Linked DNA regions of Zea mays: region 2 is linked to region 1. A link is a contact called in public Hi-C data. All regions are on one chromosome and are shown on one strand. The core of a region is the stretch at or near the end of the contact, and the rest is flanking DNA. Distances in the headings are between cores, read along the strand shown.

What was found. Hi-C and Micro-C count contacts between places; a contact is called where the count stands out from the background.
Region 2: a Hi-C map of leaf shows a contact between it and region 1, with 5 times the contacts expected there. The contact joins the enhancer-like site here to the promoter of LOC100191563 in region 1. A contact is called at or near these places in 4 of 25 Hi-C or Micro-C datasets (bundle sheath, ear, leaf and 1 more).

The regions. Positions count from the first base shown.
Region 1 is chr9:85,422,851-85,430,269 of Zm-B73-REFERENCE-NAM-5.0, reverse strand. It overlaps LOC100191563 (GATA transcription factor 20), which reads right to left and starts at 4,473. Exons shown (of 3, transcript NM_001136993.1): 1 at 4,228-4,473; 2 at 3,746-4,102; 3 at 2,532-3,649. The coding sequence starts at 4,470. The coding sequence ends at 3,137.
Region 2 is chr9:85,814,088-85,821,506 of Zm-B73-REFERENCE-NAM-5.0, reverse strand. No RefSeq gene overlaps it. Among protein-coding and RNA genes, the nearest start is that of LOC103638620, 6.0 kb to the right of the region's middle. Within about 2 kb of position 3,521, at least 10 of the 20 cell types and tissues checked have an H3K27ac peak or open chromatin away from gene starts, as enhancers often do. A contact at or near this core is called in bundle sheath and leaf, where this site is marked.

The DNA.
Region 1 (7,419 bases), core at 3,224-5,723:
CCCGGACCACCTTACGCCGTCTCTTGAACGGCAGCGACCGGTCCACACGTCCACTCTCTTTCAACTTCACCTTGGGGTGTGCTGGTGCGGCCACGGCGGCGTCGTTGGGCGAGGCGGCCTTGCCGCTGAGCGCTGAGTGGGTCGGCGCCACTGGCCCCGAGCCGGCCATCGTCGCCCCGCCGCGCCTGCCGCTGCCTGATACCGGACACCTTGCAAAGCGACTGCGGGTCTGCGCCATGCAAAAAAGGTACATACAGTCATGGGCTTTGCAGTAATATATATATATATATATATATATATATATATATATATATATATATATATATATATATATATATATATATATATATATACATCTCTCTAATTAATCGTACTACACACATGCTGGTGCAAGGACAACGAACGAGTTGGATTGGAAGACGCAGCAAACAAGGATACCTTTGGGGCCGCAAGGACCACTCCTCCACAAGGGTGTCTTGCTGATGCTGCAGACGTCGGACCACTCCTCCACAAGGATGTAGATATAGCCAGGGATCACTAGCACTTTGTTAGCTATGATATTATATTCCTGCTGTCACCAGACAGGCTCAATCCATTCGTACTCAACATGAACCTTACATTTCATTGCCGATCGAGCTTCGACCAGGTGTCAACATTTTATATCGTACTTCCTGAACTTACCGGAGGAATGTCAGCTATAGCACACCAGCTTGGCATTCTTAGGGTTTCCAAAAATGCACCACAAGAAGCAAGCGATCAGTTCATAGCTAGGTAGGTACCATCGTACCAAAGGCAGGGACTGTCCTCAATTCCTCATGACATTCTTCCATGCATTCTTTTTCTACTATTTAATTTGTTGTGTCAAGTCACTTTTACCTGTTCTCGTACATGCGAAAACCGATGTTCCTTTTGTAATGACTAGATAGTGCCACACAGTTTGAGCATTTGTCTAGTCTAGGGATTCTTAAACGTTGGAACAGTACGCAATGGTTTGGAACAGTACGCAATGTTCTTAGCTTGACATAGTGTGATGAAATTATGCATCGAGAATGGCCTTATATAAGATTTCTTCCTCGATGTGTTATGGAAGCATATCATTTCCAGTTACTTCTGGTCACCGGCGTGTGGGGTCAAGTCCAGAACGGGTCTACACCCATCTGCAGTTAGTAACAGCATGTGGCTCCCCTCGTATCACCGCCAGCATCCGTCACAGCAGAAACATTTCTACCTCTGGTTGGTCATGGTTACTTGTTTTGGTGGCCAGTATTATCTTTTTCACTATGAAAAGTGTCATGACTTTTCATCGTATTTAAATATATATACTCTCCGGTCCTAGCAGTCCTGAAAGACGTACGGGGAGCAAGTCTTTTTCACTATGAAAAATGGGATTGTAATGACTACTTTATGTCCATGTCGATTTAAGAACATACACCTATGGTCATTTCCTTCTTTTCACAATGTTTCTAGAGATCTCCTCCCTTTTCTAATTCTTGCGCATATACATTATATTATAAGTTAACAAAACAAAAAAAAATTAATATTTGAAACATAACCTTAATCATACAATTAAGATGGAAACAAACTAGGATTCTAATATGATTACACAACATACAAACAAATATTAATGTTCTTATTTATTTATTTGTAAGAATGTTGTGTAAGGACCGTGTGACGATAATTAATAAACTGCATAGACACGTGGTGCCGAGCAGCCCCGTCTTTGTAAATAAAACAACCGTACCTTTCATTAATTCCTCTAGTAGGGGCCTAGGTATCACAGCCGCGCGTGTTATAATTTTTTTTTCCCAGACAACCGTACCTTTCATTCTCGGTTTTAAAATCGGAATTGATACACCCATCATGCAAAATCTCTGCCGGTTTAGTTTCTGGTTGTCAACGTGTGTCACAAGCTCATTGCATTGTGTGGGCCATTTTTATTTAAGAGTATAAACGAAATAAGAAATTTGAGAGATGTCAATATATACCAAATTTTGATTTATGGTCTGTTTGGTTGGGCTGTGGCGGTGAAAAGAGCTGCTGTGGACTGTGAAAAAGTTGTGGTCTCTGAACTGCTAACGTTTGGTCGAAACCATTAAAATGCGCTAAAAGTTCTTCCATATATTTTTTCACTGGAACTGCTAAAAGCAGGTCCAGAGGTGCTTTCAGTTTTGTATTACAAGAAAGTCGGTTTTTAGAAAAAGTTGTTTTTCATATTCGGCCCTTTGGTTTGACTTTTAGCTTTCAGGGTTAAAAGCTAAAGCCAAAAACCAAACCAAACACACACTTAGTCAGCCAAGTCGAGCTCTTCCTAGATATAGATTCATATAAGTCAAATTAAATTTGTATAGTTTTGGTTTATCGATCCCCTAGACATCAGGAACGTAAGTGAACCCTATTTTGATTGATGCGCATGTCAATAAAGGATACCAAAGCTCTTCAGATCCGATGACATAGGATAAAGAAGACTGTAAGAATGATGTATGAGAACCGGTGAAATGAAATGGAGACCGAAACTTTACATACTTTAGCTTAGATCAAGGCACATCATATTTTGAAATGGAGACTACGTACGTACAAGAATGTTGTATGCATACTGACAGAAGCATCAGAAACAAAAGCCATGAACGAGTAGCCAGGAAGACAAGCACGACACCTTGCATCGTCGGTATGACGGTATGTCTCAAAACATTCCCATTACACTTTTAGGTTCCTTAAAAGAAACTCAAGCAAAAGGAAGAATAAAAAAATATGTAGCAGCAGCCAGCGACCAGATTATAGCCACAGGATCGGAATTAAAGAACTTGTACACACTCAAAACTGAAACTCCTCACACTACATGCGATTATATTTACTAGCTATTGTAGCTAGAGACGGTGCTCTTGTCGCTCCTATCATCTCAACTAGACCTCTTCTCTCTCTCTCACTCATCGAACGAATCACATGACTTGAACAGTGACAAGGGTGGTCACACTAGCAACAAGAAGCTAAACAAAAGCACTACAGGTATTACGGTAGACGACGATGGTAACAGCAGTAACAGTAACGCTAGCTAACAGTCAAAGGCACAAGCTAGCTGCTAGCTGGGAAAAGCCTACGGTGCGCTGGGTCGTCCTTCGTAGAGGTAGCAGATCGTGGATCAGCTCCGGACAAGCCCGCAGGACAGCGTCATCAGCAGCATGGCAGCGTCCGTGATCTCGTCCTGCTGCACGGGCAACGCCGGCGACGCCCGGAAGCTGCAGGTGGCCGCAGCCGCTGAGGCGGGTGCCGCCGGACTCCTGCTCCAGCTGATGAGCCCACCAATGTCGTCGACAAGCAGATCCCTGCTCGGACAGGTGTCGTCATCACCATCCTCGGCGGTGGCCTGCACGACAGTCGCGCTGTCGGTGGCAGCAGCAGGAGCTGCAACGACGACGGCCGCACCGTGACCTTGCTGGACCACCTTGCACCGTTTCTTGAACGGCAGCGACCGGTCCACGTCCACTCTCTTCTCCTTCTTCACCTTGGGGTGTGCTGCTGCTGCGGCCACGGCGGCGTTGCTGGGCGAGGCCTTGCCGCTGTCAGTGGGAACTGCTGACACCGAGCCGGAGGCGGCGGCCATCATCGCCCGCCTCGCCTTCCGCTGCCTGATACCGCACGCGTTGCAGAGCGACTGCGCCATGCAAAACAAGATACGCATGGTCATGGGCCGGGCTTGCAAAGATCACGAATTTGATTGGACTTAGAGGCAGAAAACAAGGTAGGATACCTTGGGGCCGCAAGGACCACTCCTCCACAAGGGTGTCTTGGTGGTGTTGCAGTCGGAGCACACCCTAATAACACCCAAATTCGGTTGGCCGCTCATGGTGTCGTCGTACCCTGCTTGCGCCCTTCTCCTTGGCTTCTTCCCCGCACTGGGATCGGCAGTGGCCTTCCTCGTGATCCTCATCTTGGCTGCCGCCGGCGTCCAGCTGCAAGCATCCATCGACCCGCCGACCTGCAGCTTCCCCATATCGTATGGATCGTACGAGGCAGGCTCGATCATGTCGTCGCGGATGCTCTCCACGGTCGGGAACGGCGTCGAGAAGACACTATTCCCAGTCGCAGTTGATGATCCTCCAATCATCTGAGGTATATAGTCGAAAAGGGCATGAGTGACAAAATTAACAAGGAAATCAAATCTGTGATTTTTTACACATGGGATATGATTGGGGAATTGAACACATGTACAGTTCAGTAGCTAGCACGTACATGTTGGGGCTCCAGCATAGCTTGATGACGCTGCCTCAACAAGTGATGGTCTGCAGCCGATCCATAGCTCAAACTGCCTTCGCTGGCGCTACTATTGCTGATCACAAAGGGGAAAAGGATCGGTGTTTCCTTTGGCAGGGTGAAGGCCTGGAAGTGGCCTTGGTGGTGGTGATGATGATCTTGGTGATCTCCCTCCATGAGAGGGAGGGCAGTGGAGAGCTGGCTCATGTAGATGGCAGACATGGGATGCACTGAGAGGAATTTGCGCTCAAGATCTGATGGAGCTATATATGCAGATCTCGTATGGTTAGGTGATGAGTGAAGATCAGGATGAGATATATGGAGAGTAGGAAGAGGCGAACCGAAGCGGCTGGTGCAGTGGTTATTATGTCGGAATGGCAATTTGCAGCCAGGGATCAAGAGGGAAAGCGAGGTAGCGATCATGCACGGAAGGGAGAGGCATGTCCCTTTTATAAAGAGACAAAGGAGAGAGCTCCCTAGGCTGTGTAGATCATTCGTGTGTGATCCTTTTCATGGACACACGCACGAGAGAGATGTGGAGAGCAAACAATAGATGCGCTAGCTACATCGGAGGGGAACAGTAAAGCTACGTTAGCGCAGTTATAGCAACAATTTCATGCGATATTGTGAGCTATTTTTTGCCAAACAATTTTTTTACAAAACTGCTGTTTCACGGATGAAGCTTGTTTTTTATGCTATCACAAAGAAATCAAGGGAGGTGAAGATGAAAAAAAGTAGATTTTCATAGCTTTCTCACTCATTTTCTTCTCTCAACCACACATTATTAAGCTGTTTCGCCGAACAGTTTTTCCAAAGCAGTTCGTCTTCATCGAGAAATCTACTTGTGAAGCTGTTTTCCAAAACATAATAGCTTCAATAATGGTGAAGCTTAGCTATGCCAAATCGGGCCTAAAATACGTCGGCTGCAGTACAAACACAAGTTATTCCTAGGCGATCTCATTCGACACAGGAGACAATTGTGATCGGGGCAAATGGGGTCTTGGCTTGGCAAGATTGGTGAGTGCAGCAGTCTGGAACCAAGTGAGAAACCATCCACTAAAATCACTCCACCCAAGTCTATCACACCAACCACAAAAGATAAAGTATTTGAGGAAACTCTAAAAGCACCATTTAACACTAGTACACACAGCCTCTATAGTGGCGGTTCTAGAGACGTTTTCACTGACGCTTTTCAATGCCGCCAGTGCTAGGGGCCAGTGGAAATCGTCATTTCCACTGGCGGTTATTCTAGAACCGCCAGTGGAAATTCTATTTTCACTGGCGGTTTTCTTTAGCAACCGCCAGTGGAAATGCTATTTTCACTGGCGGTTTTATAAAGAAAACCGCCAGTGAAAATAGCATTTCCACTGGCGGTTTGTTTTATTTAGCCGCTAGTGGAAAGTTTTCCCGCCTTTTTTAAATTTATATATATTTACACACACAAAACATATATATATATATATATATATATATATATATATATATTGATATTAAAAGCAACATGGAATTAAATTCTATCATACATTTATATACATCAAAGTCTTGTTTACAACCATGTATGCATCACACATTATATACATCAAAGTTTTCACTTAAGCTCTAATAACTATCTCGGCTAAGAGATAGTCTACTAATTTCTGTTAGTATTCTAAACTCTGGCAAAGCTAATGTTCCGGAAGCATCGTGATATTTCCCTTCTGTGGGAATGACCTCTTTCAATATGAATGTGCACAGGTCCTCAACTATGCCATACAATGCACCTTCAGTCAAGTTCTCCGGGCTTCCTTGTTGAAATTGCTGTAAAGGAAGTTTATAAACATCATCTATTTATACTCAATAATAACACATTTGCATCTTTGATGACATAAATACATACGTGACTATTACTAATAATACCTTGCCAGGGTTCGTGATGTATCGTCCGTTCATTCTCATGAACTCGCACACGTAGAACCCACATAGGACCGATCCGGGTGGTTGCTTGTGGCACTACATAACGGGAGATTGGTTATTTAGTTGCAAGATTGTCCTATGTACGTACATGTATGATATGTATTCATAAATTCACATACTTACCGGCCAGTTATAATGGATGTCTAGTGGCACGCCTTTTTTGGACGTGTCGTACTTTCCACCTTGAAACTTATAAAACCTAAATGCCCTGTGATCTCAAATAGAATCAACCATGTTATTCTACAATTCTCATCGATATAAGTATGCATGCATAGAAAAGGCTTACAACTCTAAGATGCTGAGGAATTTTGAATAGGCCGAAGGCTCGGTGTGCAAGGAGTCGAGCACCAGCACCTTTCCAACCTTAGGATAAATGAAGAAGCATATCCAGTGGTCCCTGTACGAATCAAACTTGTGATACATGTGTATTGAAATTATTAATTTTATTTATGCAAAATCACACTTACTTAAAGTTGTACGGGGCCACTATGGATTCCCTGTCTTGAAATTGAAGCATTGCGTGTCCTATGTAGGTGGCGTATCTTGCTTCAAAATCCTTCTTCAGATCCTGGATACGCACCTCAATTTCTTCATCTGTTAGCCCCTGTAATGCTTCGTTGCCTTTTTCGATTCTAAAAGTGTGGTTATCCTCGCATATCTTTATTGGGTTGAGATACCCAACCCTTTTACTGGCACTAGCATTGGGATTGGTACCATAAAGGATCTCCTGCTGATCATGTTGCATTCTGCAACGCACACGTGCATGTCAGATATTGAAAATTTATACAACTCACTAATAATAACACATATATATGGAGTATGAGTGACACTTACAATGCAAATATGGTTACAAGTTGCACGTCGAGTCTCTGAAGGTTCATCATTAACCACATGTCCACGAATGTAACAACGACTTTTTGATTTGAACCAATAAAAGCATGGGCTGGTATATTAACACTGATGGTGTCGATGCCAACTGAAGATGCCCGCATGTACCAATCATGCAACCTTTTAATATTAGCCGGGACCTTCTTTAGTTTCTCAAAAGTGAGTAGTGGTCTGCCCGGCACATATTTTTTAGGCACGTTTTTATAATCTGCCTTAGTTGGCTTCTTTATCTTTGCGGCCATTGCCTCAGCCTTTTTTGCGGACTCCTCGAGATCGGCCAAATCAACATTGTCTGACGTGAGGCTCCGTCCAATCCCTTTCAAAAAACGA
Region 2 (7,419 bases), core at 2,272-4,771, 390 kb before region 1:
CCCTAAGTGGAGCTCCCTGACACGGACGCGTGGGCCCTGTCACACCCACCGCAACCAAATCTCCTCTCTCGGGCACGTCTGCCGCCATTGCCCCCTTCGGCACTAGCTCCCTACACGAGTTTACGCCTCCGTGCGGTCGCGACCATCGTCCCCTCTGGCGCCGGTTCCCTCCTTGAGCCCAAGCCTCCCTATGCGCCCAGCACGACCGCGGCATCGCCCCCCTGCGATGGCTCCTGCCCCGAGCTCGCGCATCCCTGCATGCCTGACATGGTCGGTGCCACCGCTTCCTCCACCCGCCAGTCGACTTGGGACACATGCGCGGACGACGGCTCGTTTGGCTAGGGACGCGGGGTGCGATGGCGGTTAGCTCGGGTGGGCGCGCCAGCCGGCGTGGGGCTAGCTCGGACGCGTAGGGTGGTTCAGGTGATCGTTGGGTCCATCACCATAGGTGATGAATAGAAATTAATACTATTCATCGAGTTGGGACGGAGGAAGTATGTGAAGATGAAACAAATCACCTTTTTCACACGATTTTCAAGATCTTGGAAACGAGTTGATATAGTTTCATCTCCCATGGAACTAATTTCATTCCATAAAACTCAATCCTCTTAAATGGCATGAAATGTCATAAAAAATCTGATATAGTACACTGTTAAATGTACATGAATCTATCGTTGAGAATAGCCTTACAGGGACTGCACTATAAAATTGTTGCCTCTGTAATTAGAAAGTTTATCTTCTAAAATATTTTATAGTAGAGACTGTTCCTAGTTTGTGATTGGATCTAATATATATCATGCATTTGTACAAGTAGTTTAGCTACAAAACGAAGAGACACAAGGATGTGATCTAGGATAGAATATGCACGAGATGCATGTGCAGAAATAGTTATACCGGAACAATGAAAAACATCTAAGGGCTTATTTAGTAGCAAGTGTAATGGAGGGTATTGAGTGGGTTAAAATCCCTTAGAGCAACTCTAAAAAGATGTTAAAAATTTTACCCCAAAAAATAATTATTAAGAGTAGGCTAAAAAATTTTAAGAGTGAATTATGATGGGTACTCCAACAGTTTCTTTAAATGTGACATGTGGCGCAATCTGTACAGTCGTCGTCGGGAGGCCGTGGATGATCTTATATGTTGAGGAATGGATTGGGGAGGGATGGAACACACCAAAATATGAGGGAGAGGAGGTTGTGGATGCGGGACGCTAATTTTTTGGGAAGAATGAGGGAGCTGTTGGAGTAAGAAAAACCACTATTCTCGACTAATATCTGTTTTGGGGTTAGTTTACACGTTCTTTTGGAGTTGCTCTTATTATTCAATTTTAAATAGTAAGGACTACTTTGGGAACTTCAAACCTCCTTCGGAATTGAAAGAGATTGAGGTGCAAATTAACTAATTTTCTCTCCAATCCTCTTCAATCCCGAAGGGAATTTCAGTTTCTAAACTAGCTCTAAAGGATTTTGGTCTATTCAATCCGCTCCATTTCTCTTGGTCCCAAATGAGTCCTAAGAGTTGTGCCAATGTGTATGTGGCTGGGTACCCTAGCTGGCCCGAGGTGCCTTTAGATGACGAGAATTCAAAGTCTTGTAATCATATATTATAAGAACCTTATCTTAAATTAAGAAATATATTCAAGTATCTCGCAGCACATGGCAAATCAAGATTGGATCAAATATATTGCCGGAAAGGTACGAAGATGAACATTCAGTCCAAGAACGTGAAATGCTCAAGAGACAGCAGTACGGCCAGTACCAGTACAGCATGAGCCGATGCATGTCTGAACGGTAAGCACAGTAGTTCCATGTGCAGCTAGCTAGTTCCACGTGGGGTCCGGCCGGCATTCCAGGCTGCCATGCATTCCCAAGTCCCAACCCGAAGACAGAGAATACCACCACCACAGCAATTGAGAACCATGAGACTACCCCTCATAGTTTGGCCGCATGCAGCTAAGCCGGCAACTCCAGCTCATCAGCTGAATATATCCATGGATCTGGGCAATTTGGCATTGTGGTTAGATCTAATAATACATATATAGTGTCGTCGTGTCAATCCACAAGGTTTGCCTCTATTAATTGCAGCTTTCAGCAGTCCGAACAACTGACATTAAGCTGAAGCAAACAACCTTGTTCACGTTTATCTAATGTGATTTTTCTATAGTTAAGGCTTGTTCATTTCATCGTTAATCTATGTGAATTAGGTGGTATTGAGTCGATTTAAATTCATCGCAAGTTAAAATTCATCTCAATCCATTTCAATACACTCTAAGGCCATGTATGTGGTCTCCTACATGTGCATCTATCACTGGATATACATCAGGATGCGTTCACAATTAATATGTTGCTGATGATATGATCCGGCGAATCAGGATAGGAAGGGACGATGACAATGTTCAGAAACTAGATATATAAGGGATGATAGGGTCCAAGATATGAAGGGGCGTGAAATTAGGGTCAATTAAGATATGAACGGAGCCGCCAGCTACGCTGCACATTGTAGGCAAGCTAGCATCGAACGAGTTGGTGCATGCAGTTGGGGAAATAGTTGGCTAGATAAGATTGTGAGAGACACATCAACTTGCTGTTTGGATTGACAAGTGAAGCGACAGATCCTGCTGGACGGCATGAGATCATGTGTAGGCAACCAAAAGTCTATATGTACGTTTCTTGCTTGCTTGAGCAAGACGCATCGATTCATTCCTATGTCACTCATCAGCCTGCACGCTTCCGGCTGAAGGCTATCCGCTATCAGCGTCAGCCTATCACCAATCATATACAGAAATCTGTTTTTTTTTCTCTTGGATCGAGTATATATCCGTTTTTTTATCCTCAAACTGCTGAAGAAAAAATGAATGGAACATGCATTTTTCTCTCACTCACTGATAAACTGAAGTTGTCACTTAACTCTTCCAGGACCAGGTAAAATTTGAAGACATTTAAATTGTACGTGGGCATATAATTACCCACTGATAAAGCGAATGACTGTAACAGTGGACGGGGAGCTTCTGTTGCTAGGTGGAATAACAAAGCGAGCAAGAGTGCTGAAAGGTGATAGCAACCCCTCAACAGCACTGCACCAACTCGATCTCAACCTGGCTCTTTTTTCTTTCTTTGTTTCTTTATTTATTTGGAGGCATCTTGTTGTGTACTGTACCTACCAAATACACTAACTAACCATCTCGGTGACCGTGGTCGAGTCTTGACATCAACAACACCTATCAATCATATCATCGTTTTGACTACGTCTTTAATTTGCCATCGATCCTAATGCGTCGGCCATTGATAGATCTTGGTAGCTGGGAAACAAATCATATTTGAGCTCGAACGGCATCACGATATATATAAATTCTTCAAAAGATTCAACCAAGGGACTGTCCACGTTTTCCTATATATATCAGCTGAAAAATATAACCTAGCTATAAAGTTTTCGTGCAACTAATCAACAACACGAAAGGAAAGGAAATTGACAAAAAGGATAGTTGTCCCCTTTCTCTCTCCTGTACTCCTGGTCTGTTCATACTTCCCGATCACATGGACAGCGAGGCGCCTGGATGCGATGTCTGAGATGCAATGTCCTCGATCGAGAGAGGAACAAAAGGTCAAAGGCGACAATCAATACCAACCTTAACTCAAGGAAAGAGAAACAGAGCTTGTCTGGTACAAGTTCTCGATTCTGAAAAGGTAAATCTTCTGAAATTTAGTTTAGTTCCCCTAACTAAAGTTTAGCTCCCTAACTAAAGCTTAGTTCGTGTCAAATCAAATATTTAAATATTAATTAGTAAGTATTTAATATAAGCTTAATTAGGTTTAATAAATTTATCTCATCTTTTAGTCATCATCTATATAATTAGTTTTATAAGAATCAAATTGAAGTACTAAGTACAACAATTAGCTTAAATCAAGGCTTGGAAGGTCATATTTTGGATAAGATAAACCTTGAGGAGTTCATAAGTTTGGATAAGTTCTAAATGCCATTAGGAACATACTTGAGCACCTTAGAAGGATTAGATATTTATATTTTTAGAAAATGTGCATTTGAAACCGAGTTTGAGCCGAAACAAGAATCTGAATTGGATGAAGCAAAGAAGTGAAGAACTATGATTTACATTAGTTGGACAAACTCTAGATAAGTTTGTCTAAGTCATCGGAATCTAAGTTAGATAAAGGTGTCGACCATTCACAAACATCACTTCTGTAGCATTCTCGCCTCTAGGTAGACTCTAAAGGTATAACAACGCTGAAGCCTACGTGTTAAAAATAAACTCCTTTAATGTACATGTGTACTCTATGTCTTTAATTATTTATACATATGAACACATGAGCTTTGTACTGTTGATTAATTTTATGAAATCATATTTTATTGATTGAAGGATAAGCTTCTCACACGTATTTATGAAGAATGTTATGAAACCCGGACCACACCTCCCCTCGCAACCTTCGAAAGGGAGGAGGATATAATAATTTAATCATGTTGTCGTGTTGTTATTATTTCAGAATTTTGACAAGTCCCAAATAGTGCATAAAACATGTTATTCAAATAAATGGAACAACATTTGTTCTTAATTATTATCTTATAACCATCATCTTTCTCTATACATGAAGAAGATATAATGTTCTTACATAAAGCTAGAATATAATAATAATTATTTGATTACAAAATTGATGTTGAGCGTAATGAAAATGATAAATGTCAGTGGCCAGTGTAACAACCTTTGCTCCATTGCCAACGCACATATTCAACTCTGTTTCTTGCAAATTTTCTAGGCATTTTTAGTCCCTACAATGATTTGCATGTATGAATCATCGATCCAGTATCAAATACCCATGATCACTTGAGTAAATAATAAAATTAATTTTAATAACATATATACTTAAAGTAGAAGTCTCACTTTCCTTTTTTTTCTTTTCTTCCAAGTATATCGTGCATTTCTTAGACCAACACCCAAGTTTGCAAAGGGCCACACTTGGGCATTGCATTTGGTTTTGAGATCTCATCTTTAGCCTTGGCCTTGCCCTTCTAAAGTATTTTTGCCTCTTGCTATCCTTCTAAACCATCATCACATGATTAGAGTTCTTTTAATGCTCTACTTGGCTATCTTAAGCATACCAGCGAAGGTCTTCTCCATGTTATTCATGTAAAAGTTCAAAATGAAAGGCTCAAAGCTTGGACAAAGAGACTAGAGGATCACGTCTATAGCTAGCTTATCAAGAAGAGTAAAACCAAGTGCGTCCAGGCTCTTAATGTAACCTGTCATCTTTATTACCTAACGATAGGCTAGATTTCCTTCAGTTATATTGCATAAAAATAGGGATACGAGGATCTCATATTTCTGAATCCTTGTTTGGTTCAAGAATATGCCATGGAGTCTCACAATCATAGTGTGGTTGAAAGTCGCCTAGAGGGGGGTGGATAGGCGAAATCTGAAAATTATAAACTTAAGCACACACTATAAGCCGGGGTTAGCGTTAGAATGAATATTAAGTCCGGGAGAGAGGGGGAAAACAAATGAACCAAGAAATAAAGCGGATGAACACGGTGATTTGTTTTACCGAGGTTTGGTTCTAAAGAACCTAGTCCCCGTTGAGGTGGTCACAAAGACCGGGTCTCTTTCAACCCTTTCCCTCTCTCAAACGGTCACTTAGACCGAGTGAGGCTTCTTCCTTAATCTCACAGGTCACTTAGACCCCGTAAGGATCACCACACAATTGGTGTCTCTTGCCTCGCTTACAAAGCACTTGAGAGTAAGAAGTGAGAAAGAAAAGAAAGCCAAGCCAAGCAAACAAGAGCAACAAAAAACACAAGTGATCCTCTCACAAGTCCTAATGCACTATAATTGAATTGAGGACTTTGATCGGATCGGTGGCTTTGATTTGTGTCTTGGAGTGTTGCACTTTGCTCTTGCATTGAATGGAGAGTGATGAATGCTTGGATGGTTGGAGTGGAGGTGGTTAGGGGGTATTTATAGCCCTCAACCACGAAAACAACCGTTGGGGTGGCTACTGTTGATGGGCGCACCGGACAGGTACTGTTCACTGTCCGGTGCGCCTCTGGCGGCTGCTCTGACTTCCGCGCGAACTGTCCGCGCACTGTAGCGTTTGCAGGTGTCCATTGCAGTCGACCGTTGCGCTGATAGCCGTTGCTCCGCTGGTGCACGGACAGTCCGGTGGTACACTGGACAGTCCAGTGAATTATAGCGGAGCGGCACTGGAGAAACCCGAAGGTGAAGAGTTTGGTGTTGTACGGTCCTGGTGCACCGGACACTGTCCGGTGGCACACCGGACAGTCCGGTGCGCTAGACCAGGACACTCTTTGGTTTCTTTGCTCCTTTGTTTTTGAACCCTAACTTCGATCTTTTATTGGTTTGTGTTGAACCTTTATGCACCTGTGGAATATATAATCTAGAGCAAACTAGTTAGTCCAATTATTTGTGTTGGGCATTCAACCACCAAAATTTATTTATAGGAAAAGGTTAAACCCTATTTCCCTTTCAGTGGTCATACACAAACTCATATTGCTTTTGAAGCTTAGAGGACATGGAGATAAACATGACCCCGCTAACGTCTAGGGAGACATTTGTGTGCTTCTCGCAAGGCTTTAGTCAACATCACTTGCATTCCTTGTTAGCTCAATATGATAGGGAGTCTCAAGAACATACTCCTTTTTCTCTTGCTTCAGAACAATTCTCAAGTTATAGTACCAATCAAAAAAGTTTCATATAGTGAGTTCTTCTTTGTCAAGAATCATCACAAATCTAAACTGGTTGGAGCATTAGGTGTCATCACTACAATAAATTAAAAGGAAAAGTTCAGCAGTACCTATTATATATTTTGTAATCGTCTTCGCTCTAACGACATATAGTGGATAAGCTCCATTTTCACTAAGTTCTAGTTAGCTTTAAGATCACAACTAGAAACGTAATGATATAGGTAAGCAATATTTGCTAATCACATCCTGTGTGACTTTTATTTGTTGGGTCATATCCAATGCCCTAGTTCCCAACATCATGCTCAAGGTCCAAATCCGATTTGATATCCTCGTTAATCAAGCCAACACTATGCATATGTAGATGTACGATATCTATCCTATTAAATTACAATAATTGATGGCATTATACTTTGGAAGACCTTTGCAACAATTGAAAAGGTATCATAAAATAAACACTAAATTTTTCTGAGGAAAGTTATCTTATAATATTTAGTACATGGATGAATCAGGCGCGTCCCGAAGGAATTAGAGGCCCTGTGACATGCTACAATGGATAATAAGTCTTTCTTGTTTCATCTGATTGCCTTTATCTTCTAAGTGAAGACTCTAGAGGATGACAACAAGATTTCAAGTTGTCATTATCCAATGATCACAATGCAATAGAAGTAAATAAGAAACTAAATATTTTCTGATAACCTTCATATTGTTCAA